Linked DNA regions of Danio rerio: region 2 is linked to region 1. A link is a contact called in public Hi-C data. All regions are on one chromosome and are shown on one strand. The core of a region is the stretch at or near the end of the contact, and the rest is flanking DNA. Distances in the headings are between cores, read along the strand shown.

Region 1 (5,093 bases), core at 1,396-3,895:
CTTTTTTAAGAACAGTAACCTATCATTTTTAACTTTAAAAGCACATTTTTAATTTTAAATGTTGATAATTTTTTACATATAAGCACAGTACAGGATTAATGTTCAAACTATTTATAATGTTTAAAGAGGCTGACAATAATATTCTTCATACGAGGAATGAATCTGCCTCGTTTTTGAACTGTATAGAGCGGTAGCTGCTTTACCGGGCACACTACTGCTACTGTATTCCAATACTGCTCATTATGGTGGTACTTTGAGAGACGATTGTTTTTCTGAGGTGGTACTTGATGAAAAAAGTTTAAGACCTACTGGACTAGATAATGGTATGAACTTGTGTATCAAGATGTCGCATTTTAAGCCATTTCAGCTTTCTCGTGTGACCTACAGACAGTAAGTTGCTTCTCTTGTGTACTTTGCATTGATTTGCACTTCATTTCCCACCCATTTAGAACTGTTTGTTTGGTTTTGATCATGTTTTCTCCTTGTTTAGTGGAGTATTTTGAAATGTTGCATTGATGCTCTTCATATTTTGATCATGCATATTGCCAGTGTCCTGACATTTCATCCTACTCCTCAGATTATGCTACCAACACTGTATTTGAATAGTTCTGAGGTTGGGGTTAGGGCGATATTACAGCTTCATATCACAATAAAAATTACACTGGTGGCAAAATCTAATAGGTAGCATATTGTGTCAGCAATATGTTCTACCTACTTTTTGAATGGGAGGTAGGGCAATCCGATGAGGTAGGACAAATCGACAGAACACCAGACCTCGAGACTGACGGACAATCAGCCAATCACACCGTGTTTTAGATTGTTTACTGGTGAACCTACAATATTCCCATCTATTATGAGACGCCATGTGTTCAAACAAACAAAAGCATTGGTGTCAGAGTAACACTGTAATAGTAATGAAATGATTCGGTGCTTGTTGCATATTCACATGCCTTAAAAAGCAGATGTGGCGAAAATACTATGGTAAATACTACAGTGTTTCTGAACCATACAATAGTAAAGTACTTGAATTAATATGTTTTGGTAACTTTATAGTGGTAACACAATCACTACAGTTATATAAACAGGTGACCCAATAACTAGCCATAGACCATTTCAATGTGTTTATGTCATTGGTCCATGAACATTTCCAGCTTGTTATTAAACTATTTAATAACTAACAAGAGGCAATTTAATCATAACTTAATGGTAAAACAGCTGTCATAATGCTATTTATCAATATGTGGTTCCTTCTGAATTCTCAGATCCTACAGAAATTAAAATTTTGAAACAGGAAATATGTTAGGACCATTGTTTTTGTTTACATCCCTCAAAATGATCAATAGGAAGGGTGTATATATTACAATTCACCACAGTTTACTCTAGTGTAAACATTTAGAAGCTCACTACTGCAGCATTCATAACAAAGAGTTATAGATGCTATACAATTTAATACACTTTACTATAGTATGGTTTAAAGAAACTGCAATATTTACTGTTTTCATGGGGGTTACCAAAAAAATCTTGAAACATATTAAATGCAGCTGTGAACACAAAGTAAATCTAAAGAGCAGGGAATGCATAAAATAACAATCACACATATTTAGTAGCTAAATCACACAGAAATGTAGAATAATAGTTGAGTTCTTCTGCTTGAGGAGAGTCCTGCAGAGTTGAGCTTTAATCATGATTAAACACACCTGGAGGAGATGATCCAGACCTTCAGACTCAATACACACACTTCCATGCAGGCGTTTGGAGCTGAACTCTAGGATATCAGTATATCTTTGATACAAACACTAATAATCAACCTAATCTAAAAGTCTTCGGGATTACTTGGAACCTATAGAGGAGTTTGATGAGGACTGGAACTGAAGTCTGCAGCCTAGAGTCACACAATCGTCTACCTGATGGAAACTCTACTCCCAGTAGGTGCCACGGCTACTTTCTACTAACAGTTTGGTCAAAATCATACAGTTTATGTACAGTTGAAGACTAAAATGAGTGTGGAATTTTAATTATTTTAAATAATTATTTTCCAAAGTAATGTTTAACAAAGTATTTTTCACAGTATTTACTTTTTTTTCCTGGAGAAAGTACAATTTCTTTTAGTTTGGGTGGAATAAATAAAAATAAAAATTGAAAAATATGTTAAAACTCCTGTGGTCAATATTGTTAGCCCCTTTTTACGATTGGCCACACAACCCTGCCATTGAATTGCACTGTAAGCTAAATACTAGTGTCATAGAGAAATATGAACGTACTGTCATCATGGCAAAGACAAAACATCTGATCTTAATTAATTGGGATTATTATGCTAGCTTTTGTGTTTGTAAAGAAAAATAGGAGTCATTCTGTATCTCAAATCGTCCCTTGTAGCCTAGCCTCATTCACTATTCCCTACATTAGTCCACTTGAACGAGTGTATCTGCGCACTTTTGTTTGTTTTGCTGCTCTCTCAGAGGGATTGTATTGTAAACTTCCAGGTCAAAACATGTGATAGTTATTCAACACGTAGCCTGCTGTCTATCAACAATGAAACACAAACTTATCGTGTATACAAACGTTGCTTTGAATAATATTGGATTTTTAAACTTACTCTGACAGCATCGCGCTTTAGACGCCATCTTGTGGTCAGACGCGGACGTTAATTTGGCGCGAACTCTCGCAGTGCATTCTAGATAAACATTTTTAGCTGTCGAGTGTACTTACTGTGCATTGTGGGATTGATTTAATGCACTTTAAATTGTCCTCTATGATTTTGGACACGAGTAGAAATCTCTGCTAACTTAAATAGTACATTATTTGAGAGGTATGGTGAATCGATTTTGGATACAGACTCAATTTCAAAGTTCACTACCATGTGGTGTCCTTTTATAAATTATCTTCAAAACCATGTATAACTGCTTTGACATAACCATATATTTTCTGGGATTGTTTATTTTTTTCTGTACTCATTTTCTCCTTACTCATAAGTACACAATCACAGGCCCGTAGCCAGCCTGGTTAAAAGGGTGGTTCTTTTTTCTCAAAATGTGTACTTTTTTTTTGCAGTTATTCACCTCATTTTTTTATTAATTATGATGTTTAAATACTCCAATAAGTGGAATTTTAAGCACTATTTTAGTTGGATTAGCTTGTTCACGATTTTCTTCTAGCCTCTCTTGAAAATTCATCCAACAACAACAGCTTAATTAGTATAAACAGCACATGTCAGTCTAAGGCACTTGTAAAATGTGGAAAAAATATTAAAAAGCATTCACTGACATGGCTATTTCTTAAAACTGTGCCTACACAAGTTTTGATACCACTTGACTTCATCAGGGTAACCTGATGTAGCCACAGTTTTAAGGAACAGCCGTGTCAATAAAGGCTTTTTATTATTTTTTCCACATTTTTTGAGTGCCTTGGACTGATTTTGATGTTTTTTCTGATGAATCCCTTACACAAAGAGCACCGACACATTATTTAAGCTACCCCTGAAAACTTTGATTGTGGATTTTTATACTAATTAGTATTAAAATTAACTTTAATAGGCTGCTTTTGGTGCCTCAGACCTTTTTATAGTTTTTTTTTCTTTCAAGAATAAGGTTCAAGATTTAAAATTAAAGTTAGGTTACTTAGAAAACAACAGTCGGTCAATAGTGAAAGTTGACTTCACTTATGTCATATTGTGCGTTTTCTTAAAACCTTTGATGGGTTATTTCCACAATTTATGATGACATAGCAGTCACAATAGTTCAAATGAGAATACAGTGGCAAAAATTCTGGACCAATGACAAATACTGAACCTATGTCAGTGGGTGGGTAGTTCTTTTAAACCACCCGAACCACCCCCTGCCTACGAGCCAGAATCATGTATGTTATGGTAAAATATGCTTTAATGCAATATAAATACTGTTCATTTACTTGCGTAGAGGTTTATATATATATAAATATATATTGTTTATATGTTAATTTTGGTAATAATATTGAGCAATTTGCAACTGTTAATATGATTTATGAACAATACGCTTTGTAAAGTAATATTTGCTGTCTTTTAGTAGATGCAAGACTTGCTTTGTTTACCAAACAAGTGGTTCTAATTGAATTTGCATTGTACACCTTAATATTACATTTAAAATATTATTTTTTATTTAAAGTATTAAGTTTTTTAGTTACTTAAGATCATTCTCCATCAATCCATTACAAAATTCTGCAAAAATAGTAAAAAAAAAAAAAAAAAGACCCCAAATTGTGTCTTGCTCTAGTTATTGCACAATATTTGAATAAAATTATTTAATGGTTAAGTTAAAATGTTTAAAATGTGTAGGTAAAATTTGTCTTCTTTTAGCCAATTAGGTAATTATTGGTTCATTTATTTATTACATTAATTTTCTGTAGCCTTTAGTATGCAAGTTGAACCCCGTTTCTGAATTTTCATTGCCAATCTTATCCAATCTTGATCGTTTGTTTTGGGTCAATTCTGAATTTCCACAAACAGTACAGAGCCTCGGGAATCGGAGATTGACCTTCCCACCAGATCCGACATATATATTATTAAAATTTCAGTCTTTAGTCTTCAACTGTACATCTCTGGAGATTCTAAACAGATGTAGGTCATGTTTGAGATGTTCTGAATGGATGGAAAGTTCTATCAGGTTCCATCTGATAGGGAAGGTTTACCACAAAAAAGCGAATGTATATTTTCCTCCTCGACTATGGCAACTAACTAAAAAAGCCACATGGACTGCTGTTGTGTGGATTCATGATGACTGAAGTGTTCTGGAGTAAGTCTTGAATATTATCAATATTTCTCAAAAACAGTTTATTTGGCATCAGAAATGGAGCGGTCTTGAATAGACACTGAAGATCTGTGTGGTGTTTGGCAGGAGAGAACTCCTGGTTTCCATCCACAGCACTTATTTTTCCTCTTTTAGAGTCATAGGACTGGACGGACACGAGGAGACCGTAACAGTCTTCACCTCATCCATTATAGCAAAGTCGTTTTCTTCAGATTTCACTTGAAATTCTGCAAAAATAAAAATACAGTGCAGTTACATTCATTGATTAATTCAGAAAGTCATTAATTAGTAGTGCTGTCAACCGATTAATTA
Region 2 (5,093 bases), core at 1,032-3,531, 150 kb before region 1:
CGGCAAACTCTCGGTGCAACTCTGAGAATCATAACGCACTGATGAAATATCATTCTCAACCGAGCAATGCAGCAGGAGCGAGACCTTCCTGACTCAAACCATCAAAAACAGATCCTGTCCTAAACATTATCTGACGTTGGTAAGTTTAGGGCCGGTACTCTCTTTTAAAACAAGGGTTCTCAGAGATTAGAAGAACTGTTTTCGTTTCTTTGAATAACTTTTTTTTTCTCAGTATGGAGAACATTTAAATGATCTAAAGAACCTTTTCTAATTTAAAGAACTTCTTTGTTTAACAAAAATTTTAAAAGAATGCTTTATATAAAAAACATAAAATAAAAAAAACAAATATTAAAAATATATATTTAATTTGTCATTATATAACCTGTAACTTTTATCTTTGTGCGTTTATTGGTAACTCGTTTAGTATTTAGGCACTAGAATCTAATGAATGAGTGTTCATTAGTATCTAAAAAAAGAACTAGTGTCTAATGAGTTAGCACTAATAAATATATTTTTTAAAATAGTAGTATGTAAAGAGTACACAACCTGACAAAAGTCTTGTCCCCTACCCAAGTTTAAGGAAAAGCAAATAATACTGACTTCTAGTTGATCATTTGGTATCAGAAGTGGCTTATATGAAAGGCAAAGGCCTCTAGATTACGCTTATTTGACCAAAATAAAATCTAATCATGCTTTGATTTTTAATGATTACATTAGGACAGTAAGGTCTGACTTTGCTTAGACAAAAGTCTCGTCACTGAACAGAAATAATGTCCAGTATAAATTATAAAGTCCTGCTGCAGTGGAGACAGAATGAATATTGTGTCTGACTCCATCATGAGCTTGGAGGACTGCATCCATACATCTCTGCAATCACTTATCAATAAAGTCATCTGGAATGGCAAAGAAAGCGTTCTTGCAGGACTCCCAGAGTTCATCCAGATTCTTTGAACTATTTTTCAATACCTCCTTCTTCATCTTACCCCAGACATGCTCAATAATGTTTATGTCTGGTGACTGGGCTGGCCAAATCTGGAGCACCTTTTTTAACATTCTATTGTACAGCAGAAACTATTCATCATGTATTTTTATCTGTAACACCTTGTAAATTATTTGTCAAAATATTTGCAGTCATTGGAGTATAAGTAGAGTTTGTTTTTTGGACGGATCTCTGTCAGACATTCTACTACAGTATATGCATTTACGATATGTCAGTATTCTGGACACTCTACCATAATGAATATATTTGCAAATGCATTCATTTAAATTTAACAGTCTAATAATAGTGCACACATTTTCCAAAAAGAGTTATTTATTAGTTCTTAAATTTTTTTTATCAATATACTTTATTAATTCTTATACATTTCTTCACTTCTTTTCTTTGTTAATTCTAATTTCCAATAATAGTAAATTTTTCTAATTCCTATAATACTCTATTACAATTAGAATTTTTGGTCCCACTTTATATTAAGTGTCCTTAACTACTAAGTACTTACATTAAAAAAAATAAATACAATGTACTTACTGTGTTTATAATGTATAATGTGTAAGGTGTAAGGGATGCTCAACAGTGTATTTACAAATGTAATTACAAAAGGTAATTACAGATGTAATTAAATACATGTATTTATTCAAGCATAGTACACAGTAAATACATGTATTTACACAATAAGTACATTGTGACAAACTAATAATTCATGTGTAAGTACATATTAGTTAAGGCCACTTAATAGAAAGTGGGACCGAATTTTTAAATAGTAATCTTTAATAGAGTATTTTCAGAAATCAATTAATTTATTTTACTTAACCTAACAGTCCAATAATAGGGCACTAATTTTATAATAAGAGTAGATTGAGTTGTATTTGCATGTATATATTTAAAGGCGATTAGTTGACTTTGAAAATTAGTAAACTTGTTGCCTTAAAATTATTAGGTAAATATGTGCATAAGTGTAAAAAATAAGCTAATTTTACAGTTCCAAATTACTCACTTTTTTAACTTGTAGCTTTTAATTCAATGGGTTTACTCACATATTTATATATAGTGACTAATTGCTTTTTTTTAGTCGACACAACATAGAAAGACCATCAAAACAAGTGTAACTTTCTGTATTTCAGACGAGCACTTGAACTCATGGAATATCAGAGAAAAGTATTAAAGCAATAACGTCTGAAAGCCAAGCGGAGAAAGTTTAAGTTGAATAAAGAGTCATTAAAAGTGCTGAACTCACGGTCTGTGTGTCAGAGTAGATGGTCTGCTGAGGAAGCTCCAGGCAGATGTGCTCATCAGGAGCTTCATGCTGATTAATAAAGGCTCAGGACTTCCTCTTTTACTAAAGAGAAAAACAAAGACCTTCGTGAACCAAAAGATCAGGTCAGTCTGACACACAAATCTGTGACCCTCTGATTCCTGATGACCACAGCGAACTCAAGACTGTCACGTAGATGTGATTATTACATTCATGTATGATAACAACCCCCTATGGTTTAAAATTAGTAAAAGATATGAAGTGTATTGAACAGTCCCAGCAATAATGAGATTGATAATCATTGCATTTTAAGATGAATTGAGGTATAAACACTTGCTAACATTATTAATTAATACATGACCTTGTGATGCTTTATGTGTAATTTCTTCATCAGACAACAACTGTTGGTTAAAATGATAAACTTTATCAATCTTAAAGCTTGATGTTTTATTATATAAGCCCTAGTAGACACCAGCATATTATGTTTTCATATATGTTTTTTCCCCATATAGATATAGGCGGGCCTATATCCTCCACTTATAATGAAATGCATTTAAAATTTAAATAATTAAAATGTATAACTATAAATAAATTTATATAATAAATAATTATATATAATTAAAATAAATAAAAATTTATTAAACATTCAGACAATTAATGAGCTCAATTTTTTTTATCTATTCATATATTTATTTATATATTTATTTATTTATTTATTTATTATATTATTTTATTATATTATTTATTATATATTTATTATATATGTTTTTTATTTATTTGTTAATTTATTAATTCACACACACACACACACATATATATATATATATATATATATATATATAGTTATAGTTATTTATATATTATTTATTTGTTTATTTATTTATTTGTTTTTTTTCTTATATATATATTTTATATATTATATTAATATATATTATATATTATTTATTTTTATTAGGTCTCCTAATCAATTGTATACTTACACAAAAACAAAACAAAACAAGAGATTAATTGTTATTTTAAGATTTATGGCCTGATTCTGTTTAGCGATAGGTTTAGCTGCTAGGTAACTTTAAAGATTGCTCACATAAAAAAAAATAATAGTAATTTATAATAATAAAGTGTTTGTGAACCGTGCTATTGTAAATCAAATTATACTCTGAGGAGATGTTTAGGGCATGCGTAAGACCCCTGCAATTTACAGAAAGGCTCGCATCTGAAGTGTTTACTGCAGCATTTGTTCATGTGTTATGGTTAGAGACTGATTTACTTATAACCTTAAGGATTGGTTAAGGTTAGGCCAATGCTATCTCACTCCAATTCATAACTTTTTCATTTAGGTTTGTAATTCGTATGATTTTGTACGATCAAATTTTTAGTAAGAGTTTTTCGTCTTTTAGGGCTTTGGGGTTTTGTGCCGCGCCTTCTTTTAAATAAACATTTTCGGTCACACTTTACAATAAGATTCATTAGTTAATGTTAATGAATGCATTTACTAACATGAACAAATAATGAACAGTACATTTACTACTGTATTTGTTCATGTTAGTTAACGTTAGTTAATGAAAATACAGTAGTTCATTGTTAGTTCATGTTAACTCATGGTGCATTAACTAATGTTAACAAGCATGGACTTGGATGTTAATAATGCATTAGTAAATGTTCAATTATGATTAATAAATGCTGTACGTTTGTTGTTCATGATTAGTTAATGTTAGTAAATGCATTAACTAATGAACCTTATTGTAAAGTGTTACCACATTTTCGTACACCTGAACTCGAATGAATGGCCACTAAACTGACAAAACATTAAATAGTTATGCTTTCTCAGGAGATTGGGCTGGTTAGGCACAGGTTTAGTGGTGTGGGTAGCTTTAAGAGTTGTCTACAGTCAGAGAAAGGATTAATGGAATTGGTATGTTTTATAATTTATCTGCTGATTAAGGTTAGAGACAAGTTGATGTAGCACTAAAAGAATGATTCAAACCATGGATTAAAACAACTCTAAACTCGACCTTTAACTTTACATAGTATAAATTATAACTCATTGTTGTAGAGTTATATTACATAAAGGCATCTTGCCATGTTGAATATCAGGAAGTGCCTCAGCGGTCATGTCAATAAAGCTTTGCTGGAAAATACAGGGAAATTAAACTTGTGACATTTTCAGTTTGACCCAAAAAGTCAGCTTGGACCTTGTTCCTTGTTTATCAATTTCAATTTAAAAGGCGTCTTTTGAGGAATTGAAACAAAAAACAGGTTTGCAAAATCAAATAAAAGTAACACTTGAGTTTGGTAACCTCCAGTGATAAGCTGGAGATCTGAAAGTTTAAAACAATTGCTTTGGGGATTCAATTTTGAAGTTAAGGCAAGGCAAGTTTATTTATACAGCAAAAGATGGAGCCATTTACTGTTCTCATCCCTACTTGAGTCACAGATAATGTTGATTAAGATTATTATTCAGTTAGCACTGCTGCCTCACAGCTAGAAGGTCGCTGGTTCGAGTCCCAGCTGGGCCAGTTGGCGTTTCTGTGTGAAGATTCCATGTTCTCCCCGTGTTGGCGGAGGTTTCCTGGTGCTCCAGTTTCCCCCCACAGTCCAAACACATACGCTATAGGTGAATTGAATAAGCTAAATTGGCCATAGTGTACTTGTGTGTGTGAATTTGAGAGTGTATGGGTGTTTTCCAGTACTGGGTTGCAGCTCAAAAACGTAAAATCTATACAAAATAATAATAATCAATCCAAAATCATTGCAGGGCGGCAAAGGGGCTCAGTTGTTAGCATCTTCACCTCACAGAAAAAAGGTCACTGGTTCGAGTCCCAGCGGGGCCAGTTGGTTAATCTG

Evidence for each region. Hi-C and Micro-C count contacts between places; a contact is called where the count stands out from the background.
Region 2: a contact with region 1 is called in a Hi-C map of embryo, with 2.3 times the contacts expected there. The contact joins the promoter of f13a1a.1 here to the enhancer-like site in region 1. A contact is called at or near these places in 2 of 18 Hi-C or Micro-C datasets (caudal fin and embryo) and 1 of 4 datasets of contacts at active chromatin or transcription factors (caudal fin).

Annotation. Positions count from the first base shown.
Region 1 is chr24:2,429,788-2,434,880 of GRCz12tu, reverse strand. It overlaps znf271 (zinc finger protein 271), which reads right to left. Exons shown (of 13, transcript XM_073941365.1): 13 at 806-5,008. Among named protein-coding and RNA genes, the nearest start is that of znf271, 30 kb to the right of the region's middle. Within about 2 kb of position 2,645, at least 4 of the 62 cell types and tissues checked have an H3K27ac peak or open chromatin away from gene starts, as enhancers often do.
Region 2 is chr24:2,582,689-2,587,781 of GRCz12tu, reverse strand. f13a1a.1 (coagulation factor XIII, A1 polypeptide a, tandem duplicate 1) reads right to left here and starts at 2,281. Exons shown (of 15, transcript NM_001076711.2): 1 at 2,232-2,281.